Regions from separate parts of the Sus scrofa genome. Here region 1 is linked to region 2. Evidence: chromatin contacts called from public Hi-C data. All regions are on one chromosome and are shown on one strand. The core of a region is the stretch at or near the end of the contact, and the rest is flanking DNA. Distances in the headings are between cores, read along the strand shown. Region 1 holds the start of ELAVL3 (ELAV-like protein 3). Region 2 holds the start of SWSAP1 (ATPase SWSAP1).

Region 1 (2,700 bases), core at 41-2,540, 74 kb after region 2:
TGCTGAAAGCACCGGGCGCTGGACGAGTGGCGCCGGCAGGCGGGCGGGCGCTCTCAAGGTCACCCCGCGGCCCAGAGCTCTGGCGGGGTGGGTCGCCTAGACATGGCCTAGGGGGCCTGCCTGAGTCCCTTACCCCATCCCCTGGGGGGCGGGGGCTCAGGAGCCGCGGAGCACCCCCCCCCCCTCCCGCGGGCTCTCCTTTCCCCTCCCCCTCCCCGCAGCCTGAGGCGCCCGCGCGAGGCTACGGCCCGCGAAGAAGCGCCGAGAAACAAAGGGACGCGGCGGCAGTGGCGGCGGGCCCGCGGGGCCTCCGGGCGCGCCCCCTCCTCTCCCCTCCCCGCTTGCCGCAAGGTCGACGGGCTCGAGGACAAGACGCCCGGCTTCCGGGCGCGGTCGAGGCCCAGGGCGCGCGATCCGACGCCACCCCTTCCCTGGGGCTCTTGGGGACTACTTGCCGCCTTATCCTGGTCCAGCACCAGTGACTGGGGCCCTGCGTTTGCCTGGGAGGCCTGCTGGGTCCGGGCCTGGATGGAGGATGCCTCCTCCGCCGCGGCGGCCCCTCCCCCATCAGGCCTGATGAAGGGGGGGCAACCTGTCCCCAGGGAGCCGTAGGATGGCCCCCGAATCGCAACTCGGTTCCCTAAGGCCTCTCACGCCAGACTCTGAGCGCCCACAGCACTTTGGGCGCGGTCCTGCCCACTCTCAGGCCCCGAGGCTCGGTCCTACCCCCCCCCACCCGGGCCTAGCTAGGCCTGGTCCTACCCCCCCATCTCCATCTCCTCGGAGCCTGTGCCTAAGCACTTTCCGACCAGGTTCCCTCTCAGCGACAGGAGAATACCTACAGTGACCATTCTTGTGTGCCCGGCGGGCGCGGTCCGTGTTGAGGGCGGCTCCGGGGGTCGTGCACTCCTTGGGGGGCGCTCGATTCTCACGCCGGGGTCCTGCCCGGGCGGCCTCTGGTGCGGCCGCTGCAGAGGTCTCGGTGAGGGCAGCGGCTCCCTCGAGGGTCGGAGACGGGCCCGAGCCCGGGTACGCGCGCGCGGATAACCGGGCCCCGGGGTGGCCTGCGGACAGCAGGGGATGGAAAGAGGGAGCGGACGCGGGATTGAGAACGCCCCCTGCGCGGCCCCGCGGGGCCCGGGGAGCTTGCGCTTCCCGACAGAGATCGCGGCGCTCTGCCTTTCGCCGCCGCCCCTCCGCCCGGCCTGTCCAGTCCCCGGTGTTCAGTCCTCTCCCCTCGCCCGCCCTCCCTCCCTCCCTCCTGCCCGCGCTGCGCGCTCCGCGCTCTGGGCCGCGCCGCCGCCGCCCCCAGCCCTTTATAGCAGCAGCTGCTAGCGCCGGCGTCTCTTATTGGCTGTGGCAACGGAGCCCCGCCTCCTCGCGGCGCCCGACGGCGCGGCAGGTGGAAGCGAGCGCGCGCTGACCAGGAATCCGCACTCGCAGAAAGCGCATCCTGGGGGCTCGGGTTGCCAGGTTTGGGGCCTTTTGCTCTCATGTATCCTGCTTCCAGCGTTAGAGCCCCTTCTTGGGCTGACTTTCTGCCCAGAAGACAGGAAGGGTTCCCCTCTGCCCAGCACCCGGAACTGGAGGAGCAAAGAGGGTGAGGGCCTTATTGTACTACCTTCAGGAGGTACTGTTCCCGGGAGAGGACTGGAGAGGGATGAGGAATTTCATCCTTCAATACTTCAATGGGCAGAAGCCCGTGTCCCCAGATTTGGAGGGCAACAGGTGTAGTCTCAAGAGCAAGGGAGGAGGGTGAGTGGGCTAGGACCTAGTCTGCTCGCATAAGGAATTGGGATCCTGTGGATTTTGAGAGGTCTAGGTGTCTCTAGGGTTCAAAAGAGGGGGCGGGTAATAGGCACCCTACAGTGCAGCGGGACGCAGCACGGCTCCAAAGGGGATGAAGTTTGGGGTTCCAGGCAAACCCCGCTGGTCCCCTACCGACCCGGGAAACCATAGGTCCTCCTCGGTCCCCCAAAACTTCGAGTGGATGGTTCTTCCATGAAAATATCCTGGCTTCTGGGGCCTGTGATTGGTCCGCCTGTAGAGTTGTGTTACCTCTCTGATAGAGGGGGATCTGGCCTTTATCTCAGGCGATAGAGGGTGGCGCAATCTCCTTTGGAGCGCAGGCACAATCGCACGTTTTTGTCGGTGCGGCCATAAGGCGCGAGGAGTTGTTCTCAGTAGAGCACTAGGGGCGCCTTCGAGTGAGGCTTCAGCACCACAGACAGCGATCCGACGGCCCTGCCCCAGCGCGGCTGGAAGGGTAGCCCGGGTCTTCTAACAGGAGAGTCGCAGTCTAAACCAGATCCTCGTCCCTGCACGCCCTTTTAGGCTCCACACTGTCCGAGAGTACCCTCAAACCTAGCGTGGAGAGCTTAATTTGACCAATCAGAGATGGCCTTCAAGAGGACCAATTGAGGAAAGATGCCTTCGAGATTGAGCCAATGGGAACGCGCGCGGCAGAGAGCCCGGCTACGCCGATGGAAAAGGAAGGCCAATCATAACGGCCCGCGCAATCTGGGTGGTGGCGCTGCAGGTTCCAGTTTGGCCCCTCTTGGGTTTGCCAGGGCTACCTGGCTCCCGACCGTGGGGACCCCGAGCGATGGCTTGTTCCTTCACCCCTTGTCCCTCCTGGAAACTGTGCCAGTGTTGGGAAAGGGTCTACTCCTGGGCGCGCAGACCCGGCTGCAGTTCCCA
Region 2 (2,700 bases), core at 14-2,513:
TGTGTGTGCAAGGGAAAGGGTGTGGAGGCATGAATATGGGAAAGAGTATGTATGGGATACTTTGTGTCAGGATAGGATAGGGCAGGGAGCATGTGGGTGATGGGGATTCTGAAAGTGAAATATATGCAGAGATGCCATGTGTGCATGCATGCGTGTGTGTGTGTGTGTGTGTACGTGCCCAGCTGTGTGAGTGGGTGTATTATTGGAGGATGTTGTGGAGCTGTGTTCCGGCCCCAGAGGGAGAGAGAAAGCCCTGGAAATCTCAGTTCCTCCCTGCCCCTGGGTCTCCTGGCAACAGCACCACTTTGAAGTTACCAGGAGACAGAGTTGCCAGGGCAACAGGGGTATGAGTGGCAGCTCTGGGGAGAAATCTGGGTGAAGAGACACAACCACTGATCACTTGATCACTCACCTTGTTCCTCCTTCTCTCCCAGTTTCTCATCAATCCTACTTTCCTTTCTTCATTCATTCCTTTAAGGAGACTATATTGAGAATCTACAATGCCCTAGGCACTGTTCTGGGTGCTGGAGATACCAAAGTGAACATGACAAACAAGGTCCTGCTGTGGTTCTCCCTCAGTCTCCCAGCCCCCTGAATCTCTGCCTATTCTCTCCTGTGCCCCCTTTTTGTTGTTTGGTCCTGCCTCCCCCTGTACTACAAGCAGGACTCAAGAAGCCCCCAGGCCAGTGAGGAAGCCAGCTGAGACTCTTCTCACAGACACTAAGAGACAGCTGCTGATGTTTTGCACATGAATGTCCTCAAGCCGGCAGTCCCAGACACATTTGTGCTGGTATTCAGGTGCAGAGAGAAGCACATAGCTCATCCATCTCTCTTCTCCATTGTCATTGGGTGTTATCAGCAGAAACACACACAGACACGTGCCTATCACAATATTCCTCTGAGATACCATGAGCTACAATTTACAGGTAAAAAACTGAGGCTAAGAGACTTTAAACAATGTGTCAGTGATTAGGACCTGCTCCCTCCAACTCTCAACACTTGTATTGCCTGACTAGCAGAACGACTCACAATAGTAGTATTTGTGCTGCTTCGGCCAGCGGACTCACCAGGGAAGAGCCTTATCTCCCTCAAAGGCCTCCATCCCTTCCTCGGACTAGGTTATTTGCCGCTTCACCACCAGAGGAACTGGGAAACAGCGATCTACCTTTGATGAGCAGAGCCTCGAACCAATGGAGAAGCTAAGTACACTGTGGCCAATGAGATCTCGCCTGCGGCGGGATTAAGGGCAGGATCGGGCCACGGATTGGACAGACGTTTGCTGCGAATGGCGGAGACGCTGAGGCGGGTGCTAAACTCTGGCAGCGCGGCCGGCCCCGCGGAGGAGAGCACGGCTGAGGCCGGACCGCCTTTGCTGCTGCTTGGCGGTCCAGGCTCTGGAAAGACAGCACTGCTATTCGCGGCGGCCCTGGAGACGGCAGGAGAGGGCCAAGGCCCCGTACTCTTCCTCACCCGGAGGCCTCTGCAAAGCTTGCCCCGCGGGACCCGAGCAGCGCTGGAACCCCTGCGGTTACAGGTTGGGAAAAGCGGGACCAGAGGCGGACCAGCCACTAGCGGAGCGGTTGGGATTGAGTGACACGTAGACAGACCAATGGTGGAGACGAAGGAAAGCCAAGCCGGAGTGGCCATTATGGGATGGAGTCTGGAATGAGTCGGGGATGGGACCATACTAAGCTTTGTTAAGATTGAGTGAGAAACCATCGATGAGGGGGCGAAATTAGCAAAAGGCGGTACCCAAAGGGTTTGACTACAGTTGGTTTTTGGACAGCTGCCGTCAAATGATGGTGTCGGCCGCTTAGGGAAAGATTACCCTGCAGATTTGGCAGAAAGCTGTATCTTTCTTTTCTTTTTTGTCTTTTGAGGGCCTCACCCGCGGCATATGGAGGTTCCCAAGCCAGGGGTCTAATCGGAGCTGTTGCTGCCAGCCTACGCCACGGCCACAGCAACGCCAAATCCGAGCCGCGTCTGCGACCTACACCATAAACTCACGGCAACGCAGGATCCTTAACCTACTGAGGGAGGCCAGGGATGGAACCTGCAACCTCGTGGTTCCTAGTCGGATTCATTTCCGCTGCGCCACAGGCGGGAACTCCAGAAAGCTGTATCTTGTTCTCAACTAATACCAGGGAGTGAAGAATGCAGGATAAAAAGGTAGGGGGCGGAGGATGGCAAACAAGAATACTCGACCACTCTGAGCTGCCTCACTCTGGAACCAGCAGTTCCGGGAGTGAGAGCCTCGTCCAGGAGAGTATGCAGGGGACTAGGGCTGCTATAGCAGGGATCCTGGCTTCCTGTGCTGATTCTGGTCCTTTCCTTTTCTCCTCTCTCTAGAAAATCCGCTTCCAGTATCCACCCTCAACCCTTGAGCTCCTCCGGCTCCTGTGCTCTGCGCATGAGGCCAGGGGGGCAGCGCCCTCCCTCCTGCTGCTCGATGGCCTGGAGGAGTACCTAACAGAAGACCTTGGGCCCCAGGAAGCCGCCTACCTGGCCGCCCTGCTTGTGGACACAGCTGCCCACTTCAGCCACCAGGGTGGGCCTGGCCAGGGCTGTGGGCTCATTGTGGCTCTCCAGACCCAGGAGGAAGGAGACAGTGGGGATGCCCAGCCACTGGCGCTGCTCCAGAGGTATTTCCCTGCCCAGTGCTGGCTGCAGCCCAATGCATCAGGCCCAGGACAGCACTGC

What was found. Hi-C and Micro-C count contacts between places; a contact is called where the count stands out from the background.
Region 1: a contact with region 2 is called in a Hi-C map of fetal liver, with 2.1 times the contacts expected there. The contact joins the promoter of ELAVL3 here to the promoter of SWSAP1 in region 2. A contact is called at or near these places in 3 of 5 promoter capture datasets (fetal liver and liver) and 18 of 47 Hi-C or Micro-C datasets (alveolar macrophages, blood, embryonic fibroblasts and 6 more).

Annotation. Positions count from the first base shown.
Region 1 is chr2:70,133,058-70,135,757 of Sscrofa11.1, forward strand. ELAVL3 (ELAV-like protein 3) reads right to left here and starts at 1,291. Exons shown (of 7, transcript XM_021083879.1): 1 at 843-1,291. The coding sequence starts at 851.
Region 2 is chr2:70,058,923-70,061,622 of Sscrofa11.1, forward strand. It overlaps SWSAP1 (ATPase SWSAP1), which reads left to right and starts at 1,264. Exons shown (of 2, transcript XM_005654777.2): 1 at 1,264-1,534; 2 at 2,350-2,700. The coding sequence starts at 1,286. CCDC159 (coiled-coil domain-containing protein 159) reads left to right here. Exons shown (of 19, transcript XM_013987368.2): 19 at 1-1,534. It overlaps PLPPR2 (phospholipid phosphatase-related protein type 2), which reads left to right. Exons shown (of 11, transcript XR_002341659.1): 10 at 1-1,534; 11 at 2,350-2,700.